Regions from separate parts of the Gossypium hirsutum genome. Here regions 2 and 3 are each linked to region 1. The links are chromatin contacts, called in public Hi-C maps. All regions are on one chromosome and are shown on one strand. The core of a region is the stretch at or near the end of the contact, and the rest is flanking DNA. Distances in the headings are between cores, read along the strand shown.

What was found. Hi-C and Micro-C count contacts between places; a contact is called where the count stands out from the background.
Region 2: a contact with region 1 is called in a Hi-C map of leaf, with 2.4 times the contacts expected there. The contact joins the promoter of LOC107893639 here to the promoter of LOC107893636 in region 1. A contact is called at or near these places in 12 of 34 Hi-C or Micro-C datasets (anther, callus, fibers and 4 more).
Region 3: a Hi-C map of leaf shows a contact between it and region 1, with 2.9 times the contacts expected there. The contact joins the promoter of LOC107893631 here to the promoter of LOC107893636 in region 1. A contact is called at or near these places in 13 of 34 Hi-C or Micro-C datasets (callus, hypocotyl, leaf and 1 more).

Annotation. Positions count from the first base shown.
Region 1 is chrA13:77,181,131-77,185,352 of Gossypium_hirsutum_v2.1, forward strand. LOC107893636 (26S proteasome regulatory subunit 6A homolog) reads left to right here and starts at 1,489. Exons shown (of 10, transcript XM_016818675.2): 1 at 1,489-1,855; 2 at 2,206-2,322; 3 at 2,680-2,787; 4 at 2,946-3,137; 5 at 3,245-3,436; 6 at 3,666-3,784; 7 at 3,895-3,982; 8 at 4,070-4,189. The coding sequence starts at 1,520. It overlaps LOC107893634 (tafazzin), which reads left to right. Exons shown (of 7, transcript XM_016818674.2): 7 at 196-839. The coding sequence ends at 750.
Region 2 is chrA13:77,318,387-77,322,634 of Gossypium_hirsutum_v2.1, forward strand. It overlaps LOC107893639 (serine/arginine-rich splicing factor SR30), which reads right to left and starts at 2,450. Exons shown (of 15, transcript XM_041085012.1): 1 at 1,625-2,450; 2 at 1,266-1,331; 3 at 1,104-1,178; 4 at 912-1,017; 5 at 785-831; 6 at 488-545; 7 at 216-265; 8 at 34-90. The coding sequence starts at 1,708.
Region 3 is chrA13:77,004,702-77,009,293 of Gossypium_hirsutum_v2.1, forward strand. LOC107893631 (40S ribosomal protein S21) reads right to left here and starts at 1,786. Exons shown (of 4, transcript XM_016818671.2): 1 at 1,673-1,786; 2 at 1,371-1,483; 3 at 1,150-1,282; 4 at 191-395. The coding sequence starts at 1,414. The coding sequence ends at 333.

The DNA.
Region 1 (4,222 bases), core at 239-2,738:
TATTCCTTTGCTTAATAGACATTAGTTTTATGTGATATCTCCAGTGGCTTCACAATGCTTTTACATGGTCCCGTTTATAGTAGCATTTAAGAAAAATCCTTCCTAATTGGCCGTTATATTGGGTTTTATGTTTATGATCTCATTTCCTGTCAATAATTGTTATGCTGAATTCTTTTAATACATGCAATTTTGTAGGTGACAGTTCTAATTGGAGACCCTATAATTTTTGATGATCTGCTTAACTCGGAAGAAGCCACAGAAGCATCAAGAGGAAAATTATACGATGCCGTCGCATCTAGAATTGGGCATCAACTGCAGATTTTGAAAGTAAAAGTCGACAAATTAGCGCTCGAGCAATCTATCCGATTAGAAAACCATAACAAAGATGGTGCAGAACGAGCAGCCAATATCTTGCACCAGGTAGATTTGGATCCATTTGGGTTAGGAAGCCATGAATATATTAGGTATGAATCCTTGGTAGAAGAAGCCCGAACGAAGCTGAATGATATGAGTCCCGAAGAAGCCACTGCAGATGGATATACGAGAATGGGATATTCTTGTGAAGGCGGGATTGGTTCAAGGATTCGCAGTTATATGGATCCAACTGAATTGATGGGATTCGCAGCGAGAGGCTTGCTAATGAACTGCAGATCTAAGGAAAAGCATTCAGACACAAGTGACATAAGCCCACTGAAGACTTGGAAACAGTATTTGGAAGCTAATATGCTAAAACAATGGAATACATGTTAAAATTTGGTGTTCGAATATGTAAATAAGAAACCTTGATATATCAGCAGTTTTGATATATGCTAAATATAAATTTCCAGCTTTTACTTCTACCTCATGTTGTTCTCGTATCTCTACTAACTCAGATAACTCTTACACCACCAATATCTCTACTAATATCAAATGTATATAGCGTGTTAATGATCTTGAAATGGTATTTACTTCCGATTTGAATACACTTCACATCGTGAATACTGATTTTGTTTTAAAAAATAACACTAATTTACCAACTTTAGATGTTAAATAGTTTGAAATTAATTAATAAAATAAAACATAAAATTTGTATAATATTAAAATTAAAAGAAAGTTTACAAGTTAACCTCTACTCAATCAAATATATTTTTAATAGTAAAAATCTTATCACACGCACATACATATAAAAATCACTTATTTAAATTACAAATATATATGTATAATAATAATATATATTAAATAATTTAAAATATTATTAATTTATAGAGTTGGTGGAGATAACAAATGGTGCATATTAAAATAAATATATAAAATAAATTAAAATGAAATTTTGGTTGAGTAGTAAAATTAAGGTTTTGTCAATCCAATTTGTGTGAGTTTAAATATCATTATATTCATATTTTTATTTTTATTAATTTTTTTAAAAATAAAAATATTCTCAAATAATACAACTTTATTTTAATTACAAATGGGATATATTTGGGCTGTGCAGTGAGAAAAGCTTGGAGTAATTTGAAAAAGAAAAGGAGCCCAGATTTGAATGAAAGAGCAGGCCGACGTGAAGGAAATAAGCCCATTGCAGATTCATCGGCTGAAATCGAATTTTTTCAAGCTCTCATTTTCTTCGACAACAAGAGAACTACAGTTTGGTAGTATAAAGATCTTCATCTGTTCTTCCTTTTTCTCTATTCTCTCCGTCTTGTATTCTTTTCCTTCATTTTCCGACTCATCGTTGTATTTTTTTTTAAAACCCTCACCGATGGCGACCGCTATGGTAGAAGATTCTAGCTTTGAAGAAGACCAGTTGGCTTCCATGACTACCGAGGATATCGTCCGAGCTTCCCGTCTTCTTGATAACGAGATTCGTATTCTCAAGGTCCCTCTTTGACCTTGATCTCTCTCTTTCTCTCTCTCCCCCGCATTATGATTACTATTTTTTAGGGTTTTTGTTTTTGTTTCTTTTTTAATCCACAACTATCAATTTTAATCAGATGGTTTCTTTCAATTACTCGATGTTAATCGGATTTTAGTTTTGGGTATGGATTAAATCTAGGCAATGTTTACAAATAAGGGAATGTTCTTTAGTTTAGTTGTAAATTTTCTGGTTTATTATAATTGGGATATGTTGATGGTTAAAGCTATATTATTTTCTTTTTTATGGAAAAACTTTTTCTACTTCTGAAATAATTTTCTGATTTTTGTTTTAATTGGTTTCTGGGATTAAAGGAGGAGATGCAAAGGACAAATCTCGAGTTGGATTCATACAAGGAAAAGATTAAGGAGAATCAAGAGAAAATTAAGCTTAACAAGCAGTTGCCTTACTTAGTCGGCAACATTGTTGAGGTAAATTTTTCTTCTTTCTTTTTCCCCCAATGAACCCTGTTGAACTTCTGTGTTAAATTTGTGTTCCAGTAATCTTCTATTTGTTCTGTACTGGTATATATAATTCTGAATTTAAATAAACTCAAAAGAGTATTCAAAGGGGGCAGCAAATGAATAATGAGCCATTGCAGATGAATAATAAGCAAAGCTTCTGCTTGCATTTTAGTTGGACTAGATTGTGAGTATTGGATACAGATGTGTTTGACATGGCCCATGTCGAAAAATGTGTGTGGCACCCATGTCAAACATGGGTACCGTAAAATGATAGTCAGATCCACATAGTTTGCTGCTTTAAATTTTAACTACTCTTTCTTTCAGATATTGGAGATGAACCCTGAAGATGAGGCAGAGGAGGATGGTGCCAACATAGATCTAGACTCACAAAGGAAGGGTAAATGTGTTGTGCTGAAAACCTCTACTCGTCAGGTAATGGCACAGCATCATTTCTTATCTGCTATGATAGGGAAAGTCAATAATCAGTTATGCTTTTCCTTAGTTCAAGTGGTTACCAAAATCAACATCTTTGAATATCTCGGTGGAAAGAAAAACTGGTTTGATCTTGACTTGTTTTATAATTACTACAGACCATCTTTCTACCTGTGGTTGGACTTGTAGACCCTGATAAATTGAAACCTGGTGATTTGGTTGGTGTCAACAAAGACAGCTACTTGATATTGGATACTTTGCCATCTGAGTACGACTCCAGAGTAAAGGCTATGGAGGTTGATGAGAAGCCAACTGAGGACTACAATGATATTGGTGGCTTGGAGAAGCAGGCAAGTTTTTTTAATTCCTACTGCCCTTTCTGAGATTATCATTTTGTAACTGTTAAGCTAATGTTTAATTCTTTTTCCCCATTTTCTGATTGTTGTTCCTGGATCAGATCCAAGAACTAGTTGAGGCCATTGTGTTGCCCATGACTCATAAAGAAAGGTTTCAAAAGTTAGGCATTCGTCCACCTAAGGGGGTGCTCTTATATGGACCTCCTGGCACTGGAAAAACCTTGATGGCCCGTGCTTGTGCAGCACAAACAAATGCCACGTTTCTGAAGCTAGCAGGCCCACAGCTGGTTCAGGTATTAAGTCCTATAGCCTTTTCGGCTTACTTCTCTATATATTTAGATCCTGTCTACTCATTTCAGTTCCTGTTGGAATCATTTTTTGCCATACTCCTTACTTGGTTAGTATAACATGACAGAAAATAGTGAGTAATGGAGTAGTTTTTATCATTTAACAGTATTATTTTGTGCTTTCATATCGGCTTGCTTAGGCCCTATAATAAGTAAACAATCATAATGCATGTAGATGTTTATTGGAGATGGAGCAAAACTTGTCCGTGATGCTTTTCAGCTTGCAAAAGAAAAGTCTCCATGCATCATTTTTATAGATGAAATTGATGCAATTGGCACAAAGCGTTTTGATAGGTAATGCCATATCTTAAAATCTTCAGAGGCAAATTTGTTTCAAATCTGGTTGTGGCATCTATTTGTGGATAGAAACCACTGATTCTTGATCTGCCTGCTACTATATGCAGTGAGGTGAGTGGGGATAGGGAGGTTCAGCGAACAATGTTGGAACTGCTTAACCAGCTTGATGGCTTTAGCAGTGATGAACGCATTAAGGTTTGACTTTGTGGTGCATCATTTTTTTTCTGTTATCTATTTGCTAAAACATAAGGGATCTATTTTAATATAATGAATGTATTATAGGTCATAGCAGCAACTAACCGAGCTGATATCCTTGACCCTGCTCTGATGCGTTCTGGTCGATTGGATCGGAAAATTGAGTTCCCACATCCAACTGAAGAAGCAAGAGCTCGAATCCTTCAGGTATGACTTTCGTTGCTTCTGCTTCCATGGATT
Region 2 (4,248 bases), core at 1,200-3,699, 140 kb after region 1:
TAGATCTAAGACTTAAAATGCATCCAAACATACCCGTATGTAAGCCCGGCTAAATGCATTTCGAAACTCAGAGTCATCAAGCTTCCTTATCTGCCAAGTCAAGATAGCTAATTAGAGGAAGTATAGCCTTTTAGGTTAAAGTATACACAAATACCAACTCCATGTAAACAAGTTAAAACTTAAAAAGTCCACAAAGTTAAAGAACAGTGGCTTACAGCATATTTCATATCATCATAGTTCGTGTAATCTACAATCCCTGTCATGCCTGCAAAGAAAACGCAATAACATTAATATAAAAGTCAAATAATTTTTTCCTCAAGATAACTGTCAAACAAATGTAAACAAGAAGCAAATCATGTGCAGGAGCAAACTTGCAATGCATCATGTTGATAAGCAATACATAAATCCCAGAGGAATCTAAGCTATTTCATCCTATGGTTATGGAATGAAGTCCTTATGCGTTAAGGAGCATGATAAGGATTCTAACCTCCACGATCACGAAACACTTGAGAGAAACAGACATCCCCAGCTTTTCGCATGTGATCCTGGTCATAAAACAAAAAATCATTTAAAACGGAAAACACACTTTTATGCATTTCAAAAACCTTGATGCATAGACCATGTCACAACTTCAACTAATTTAATAATTAGTATTTATCATCGTTTTCCATATACTTACACATATGTAGATCAAAGCCATGAAAAAAGGCAACAATCAAGGAAAAATTACATGCATAGAAAAGGAATTGAGTAGTAAAGAACAAGCAATAGTTATAACACTCACCTTTAGGTCTTGCCATGAAGCAGAAGAAGGTAAACCAGTCACCAAAACTGCATATAAAGGGATTATGAGGTTAGAACACAGCAGCAGTTTGCCAAACTACAAAGATGATTTGGAAAACTATACATACCACGATAGTCAGAGCGCCTGGAAGGCCCACGGCTACTGCTACCACTGTAACTACTATAACGATCCACAGATGAAGAAGGTCTTCGCCCACCATGAGCAAGTTCAACCTAAAAATAAAGAATCATAACCATTATCAGGCAGGCAGAAAGCTATAAAACTAATATATATGAACTAAACAAGATTAGCTACAAACCCTTAGACGATTCCCATCAAAGTTATAACCATCTCGACCACGAATTGCATCTTCAGCATCACGAGGATCCTCAAACTGCAATATGCAATTGTTAGATTACTGAAACCTAAAAACTGATTTCCTATTATTCTTTGCCTCAAATCACAAAATATTAAAACTCACCTCAACAAATGCATAACCAGGGGGCCTTGGTGGGATCTTCAAGTCAATATCAACAATGGGTCCATACTGCAATATAAAAACATAAAATACTAAGCAAGCGGCAAACCTCCAAAACAAGATAAAGCAATGCGTTAAACAGTAATTTGGAAACCCAAAATTGATTAATCCAACAAAATTATTTCTTCCTCTTTTTTCTTTTCTTTTTTTTTTTTTCACACAGCTAGTTATGCCATATCTCCACTACCCAAAGTTAAAACTATAAAAATAGGTCACATTAGAGCAACTTTTGAAACTATTTAGTAAAATACTGCAAGAATGAACATAGATGATGATTTAAGAATAACAAGGGAAAAGAAAACCTTGTAAAATAAATCTTCAACTTCCCTCATACGAGTATCCCCAGGCAGATTGCCCACATAGAGCGTGCGGCTTGAACGGCCCATTTTTCCCTGAAACAATACCCAATCTTAATCTAGAAATACAAAAAAGGCAAGTAACAAAAAAAAATGGCGGTTTCAGTGATAAACAGGTTCATCCAAGACATAGGAAAATTTCGAAGAAAATTTGAAGAACAGAGAATACAGAGAAAAGGTCGGGTTGTAGGGATTTAGATGATAGATAATTCTGGAAGGTTATAGAAGAAGGGCTTCGTGGGTGGCTTTGAAACGATGAAAATTAAAAAAGACAAAACATGAATCTTTTCAACTTAACCCTATGCAATGGTTTGTCACGTGTTGGTGTTTGATTTCTTTCTTTTTTGAAATTTCCAGTTGAAGCTGCTTTACGGTTTTACCCCCTCCTTCCTGGAAGTATCAGACGTGTTTTGAGCCTGTTGTGATTATTTTGCTATACGGAAATTTGGTTTGTAAGTTTAAAATATGTAATAAAATGGATCATTTTCTTCTAAAATCACTTTTGTATTAGATTTTTTTAGTGGCTTATATCAAATTTGAAGAAGTAAAAAGTTTGTATACAAGAAATAAGGACATCTTCAAGAAAATGGAGTACAGAATGAGTTTTATGGTTGCTTCATGGAAGCGTTTGAGTTGTTGACATTATGAGAATTCTTAAGTAGGAGCAGTTGTGGTCTGGAGAAAGATTGTTTATTTAGAAATCTTTGAGGAGGATTGGAATACATAAGCATGAATCTTTATTCAAGGAGGCTACTAATGGAGTGACTAGCGAAATATGCTTCAAAACTCAAAATATCTTTCCCTTTTTATCTTTTATTATGTACAAAAAAAATCCCGTTATTATGAGAATTATCAAGACAAAAACGAATATTTGGTTACCATAACTAATTAAACCTTGGGTTAATACTTTTTTTGCTCATCATATATTAGCAAAATTTAATTTGATTTTTGAATACTAATTTAAAACCTACTTTATTGGCTAACTACAACTCTTGCTATCACCCAACCTTGTTAAGAACATAAGTCAAGTAAAAGAATAGTTGTAATCGCTCAAGTCGATGGATTTTTTTATATATAATACACTTAACTCATCAACCTTTGACATCTCTATGTCAACTGACCTAATCAAATCCACTTATTATTGATTGGTTCAATTGGTTAAGTTAATTAACTCAATTTTTTGGATTGGATGGGGTAGATTATTTGGAATTAGGTTATTCAATTATTAGGTTGGATTCAATTTAAATTATATATTTGTCGATTAAATCTTAGTTCGATTGTCATGGACATTATTGTCAATACAGGTGGATGTGGATTCGAGTACGCTGACGCGCATTATCCTCCTATTTGTGGGTTGAGGAGAGACTATGGATAGTTCTAGGCATTGTGTTAAAAAGAGTAGATATGATCAAAACCTATAATGAGATTGTTAAAAAAATTAAATTATAGACTTATATATAATATTATAAATATATTTACAATAAATAAAAATAATGTAACACCCTAATTTTGGGCCTAGTCGGAACCATTAATCCGAAGTCGGAGAAATTATTTTTTATTTTATGTGTTATAGCATGATTATATGAGTGTATGGAAATTTTGGTGAATTAATTTTAGCTATTTTGTGCTTAATTGCGAAAAAGGACTAAATCGCATAAAGTGCGAAAGATTTGTTCTACAAGCTAATGTTGTTAAATAGCTATAAACACTAAATTAGAGGTCCTTAGTGAGCAAATAGATCAATAAAAATTAGTGGCTGAACATGGAGACAAAGAAATTGAAAAGTCAAAATTTGGTGGGCATTAGGTGACTTATTTAGTAATAAAATAAAACAAAAAGGAAAAATGTTGTCATCTTTTCATCTTTCTTCTTCATCCACCGAAAATGGCTGCAAACATAGGGCTTTTGAGAGCCCAAACTTTCGGCCACTTAGTTCTCTTGCAAGTAAGTGTTTTTGAAGGTCTTTCTTGATAATTTTTGTATCTTTATGACCCTTGTAGCTTAAGCTAACTAATGGAGGGACTAGTTTATAAAATGGTTGAGAGTCTAGGGTTTTGCCACGTGAATACTCATTTTTTTTGTTGAATTTTTATGAAAGAAAATGAATCTTGGTTGTTTAATTAACAACTTTTGTGAAAGGATTTTTTTCATGAAACCACCTAAAATGGACCTTTTTGTAAAGGTTATAAAATAGGTGATAAATGTGTGGAAAAATTGAAATTGAGAGTTTCTATAAGCTTAAATCAGTTTCAGCTAGGCTTGGTTAATGAGGAAATTCGATGAAAATCGTTTTACGGGCCTAGGGGCAAAATCATAATTTTGTGAAAGCTTAGGGGCAAAACTGTAAATTTGCCAAAGTATGTTTTATGGGCAGCTAGCAATAATTATAAAAATTCGGCTAAGCTTGGGTTGTGTTTAATTTCATGAATTTTGCACTTTTATGTGATAGGTACTAAATTGCAAGAATGTGAAACATTAGGGGCAAAAGTGTAAAGTTGTCCTAATGTGAATTTTTGGACTAAATTGTATAAATTGATGACTAAATAAGTAAAATTTGTTATTTTATAGAT
Region 3 (4,592 bases), core at 536-3,035, 180 kb before region 1:
CTCTAAAAATATCCGAACTCAAACTAAACTAAATCCAAAATAATCCAAATTTGAAAACAATGGTACCCGACTACACCCGTTTGCCAACCTGCTCCTAATCTCCTCCTCCCCAATCTCTCTCGCAAAAAGTTTTGGTAATCCGCAAACAAAGTGATAACAAAAATGGAGAACCCAAAGTGAGACAGACATATTAGGCTATAATGCAAGCAATTTAAGCACAAAACATAAACCATTCAGCAAAAAACAACTTTAACATGATCCACCAAAAGAAACTACAGCTCATTTTCCCTCTCCTCAGTTAAGAAACAAACTAGTAACAACAAGTCTTCTGACTACTGTCGGACTTTGGCTTTCTTCTTCTGCCAAAGCCTGTCGAGTGCGCTATCGGCATCGCCCTGCAAAGTAGAACAAACTAATTAGCAGCCAAAATCAGATGCAACTCAATATCTTGAAAAAGAACTGAGGCAACAAAATAAAACTTCTTATTAATAGAATCCAACTTTTATACAATGAACAACTTTGTAATTGGGTCTACCAGGAACCTGTCAGTCTACAAGCAACCAGGCTTGCTTTCCTACGATATATTGCATCAGGTCTTTAAGCATGGAGTTTTAGCTGTGGTATTTCAATTCAGAATGTTCTTAAAACCAAAGTTTATTTCTCTAAATGTACTACCAGAGCAGAGCAGAAGGTATAAGTTAAAAACATTCAAAATGAACAACCCTGTAACTGTGTCTATACTAGGACCTTGTGCCAATCTACAGGCAGCCGGACACACCCCACATTGCATACTCCAGGTCTTTACACATTGCATCCAAAATATGCTAATAAACCCAATGTTTTCCCTTGCAAAGTAAATGGATCGCAATTGACACTTCAAATGCATCTCAAACATTCAGAGTCTTTAACTTGACAACGTAACTAGAAGCTCATTACTAACAAAGCAAGTTGCAAGATTAATCTTTTTAAGCATGATCAGAATTTTAAACATGTAATTAATGCAAACCTGAGAATGCAGTGAAATGACCCTTCAAGAATCCTCCAAATAAAAAAGAAATTAAATTAAACATTCACTTATCAGACACCAGTAACATAGGACTGAAGCAGCCCAAAATATCCAACAGAGGTTAGTAAAGAACCAAAACGAACCTGGGCTCGAACAAAGCCACAAAGAGCAAAAGTGGAGAATGTGCCAGTGTATCTGCCAAGCTCATCCAAGTGCCCAACGTTAATCTGAACGGATGCATGATCCTTGGAGGTTATAAGCCTGTTAGTGGCGGAACTGCAACAACAAAAGTACAAATGAGCATTACAATATAGACAAAAATTGTGAGAAAGAAACATGAGTGAAGCAAATTAAAAACCATTTCCTGGGGATATAAAGATCCATGTTTTGCCCCTCTTCGTTCTGCATCTTTTCAGACTGCTTAACTGATGAAGAAACGCAAAGCTGAAACTATATTTGAACTTCAAGTTCGATCCCCTGCAAATAAATTATGAACAAACATTTTATAGAAAACCCAAATCCTGATTTAAATTATAATTTCTGGGAAAAAAAATTGCCAAGCATATTTAAACATTTCAAAAGGGAAAAAAATTCAAACGTATGAAGATTAAAACACCAAAATAAAATTAGAACTATGAAACCCAGAGACACAGAAAGGTATACTACCTGTAAGATAATAAAGGAAAGCGGCTGAAGACGCGAAAACTGCTAGGGCTGGGTTTATTTATTTAAAACATGATAATTATTTTTTTAAGAAAATTAGCTGGATTTTATTACAGAAGGCCAACACAAAATGCAAAGCCAAAATGACATGGGTCATAATAGACTAGTCCAAAACATACAAACAAAGACTAAGCCCACAAAAGCCAAAACCAAAAGAATCAAAAACAAAAACAGAAAAAACAGCCCAACAACAAGATCCAGCAAACGGCAAAAAAAGGGGAGCTCTAGAGACGTCTTCTTCAGCTGTACTCCAATAATTAAAACCCCTTTTGAAAAAATTAGCAAGAACCGCTTGGGGAAGCAAAAACCATCAGATACTTAATTACCCATCATATCAATCCTATCAAACCTATTCATTACCCCGATGCACATTGAAAGATCAAAACCCATTGAAACTCAGCAAAATCAAAATTCCAGAACACTTTCTCTAGACCCTTCATTTCTTCTTCCCCTATCCTCACCCACTACCTCCATCTGCCTCCTGTCTTCAGCTATCGCCTCCACCGCACCAGGAGATATTAGATTTGTTAAGTAAGTAGATTCTCTTTTCTTGAGTCCTTCTTGTGCTAAACAATGGGCAACTCTGTTAGCCTCCCTGTTTGTGAAAAGAAAAACACAATGATTAAATTGACAGCTGAGATACTGAGCATCTTTGATATACACAGAAATTTTAGATCTGTCCTCCTTTTCCTCTTGCAGCTTCCGAATGATCGTTCGAGAATTACCTTCAACCTCAATCGCCCTCAACCCAAGTTGTAACCCCAGCTTCAGTGCCTAAAAACACGCTACTGCTTCTGCGGAAAAAACAGACGGTATGTTCAAGTTCATTTTCGTTTTACAACAGATAACCTCTACTGTACTGTTACGAATCACTAACCTAGAGCATGACTCTTTGTTGTGATTGTTGAAAGTTGCGTCAAAGTTCACTTTCAATCTCGATCCCATCGGAGCAGTCCATCTGTCCACACAGATCCATCTTTCAAGTATAGCACTTTTTAGATCATCAAGTTCCTTTAAATAAATTTGCACAAAACTTGCAATCTGAACGCCTGTTTGGTTTTCCCCCTCATGAATAAATTTGTTCCGAGACGTCCATAACGCCTATAAAGCGCATACAGTCATTTTACACAAAGCCATGGATCTAGTCTCAAAGGTATTTTTCAGCCAAACTGTAAATTCTGAATTGTCATCCGAGCTAGCCCATGCCATATGTAACTGCTCTCATGTATCTTTTGCAGGAGGACATTCCCAGAAAATATGCTCCCTCATTTCAGCTCCTGTTTGACACCTTCTACACATGGGGGAAGCAATCATTCTGCGATAATGAAGATTACTAAAACGAGGCAGATAGTTACATAGGAATCTCCAGATTGTAATTTTAATTTTAGGGGGTAGATTCATTTTCCATAATTTTTTGTAAATTTGCTTGTGATTTGTATGTAATTGATCCCGACCTTCTTGTAAAAGAAGTCAGTGACCACTTCGGACCAAGTATTCGCCTGACAACTCACCCCGCCAAACAAGAGAGTCTTCATGCTCAAACAAAGGAAGAGGAATACAGAGGATCCTTTTTGTAATCTGTTCCTCAAAGGTAAAACTGATCAGATCAGACTTCTATTTTTTAGAACTTGCATCAATAAGATCCGCAACTTCGATGAGACTCTAATTATTATTCATATTCTGAATTCTGAGTTGATCATCTCCAAGTATCCAAACATCATCCCAAATAGAAACTTTCTAACCATTCCCAATCCGCCAATCCAAACCCTTCAAGAGGAGGCCCCTCGCGGCCCAGATACTCTGCTAGGTAAAAGAAGGTGACCTCCCCAAACTAGAGTTCAAGAAATCACTATCTTTAAAATATCTGGCTTTCAAAGTACGCGTTAGTAAAGAATTAGGATTACTTAACGACGCCAACCTTGTTTAGCCAATAAAGCAGTATTAAAAGAACTCAAATGACGAAATCCCATACCACCATCCTCTTTAGGCGCACATAAGGATTTCCAATCACACCAATGCATCCACTGCTTGCTATGATTATTCCTCCACCAAAATGAGCCCATTATGTTTTCCAGTTCCACACAAAACAATTTTGGTAAAAGGAAACAAGCCATCGAATAGGTGGGAATAGACTGTAAAATAGCCTTGATAAAAACCTCTCGACCTCCGTGTGAAATGTGTCTAATACTCTAGTTGTTGATTTTCTGCTTCAAACGATATTTCAAATTTTGAAAAGCCATTTTCTTCTTACAACCCACCATGTTGGGAAGTCCATGATATCTCTCCAGATCGGTCGAACAACGAACATTAAGAACCCGAAACACCCTACTCTTATCCTGATCCTTCACATTTGTGTTGAAAAAAGCCGTAGATTTTTCATAATTAACGCACTGCCCCGAACAAGACTCATACTCCCCAAGAATTTCTTTCAGCACATTAACCCCCTGGTTTGTTATCTCTCCGAACAGGATACAGTCATCAGCAAACATGAGATGAGTTATAGGTGGGGCCGATCTTTTTTATTCTGACTTGCCAGCCTCATTAACTCAGAAAGCCCTTCTCCACAAAATAAGAAGAGATAGGGACTTAAAGGATCCCCTTGACGCAAGCCCCTAGAAGGCTTGAAACTTTAACCTTCTTCCCCATTAATCAGAATAGAATACTGAACAGAATTAACACAATAGATAATAAACTCAATAAACCATTCGTCAAAACCCATTTTTGACATTATGCTTTTAATGAAAGGCCACTCCACTCTATCATAGGCCTTACTCATATCGAGTTTTAAAGCCATGAAACCTTTTTTTCCATATCTTTTGTTTTTAAAGGAATGAAGCACCTCATATGCCAAAATCACATTGTC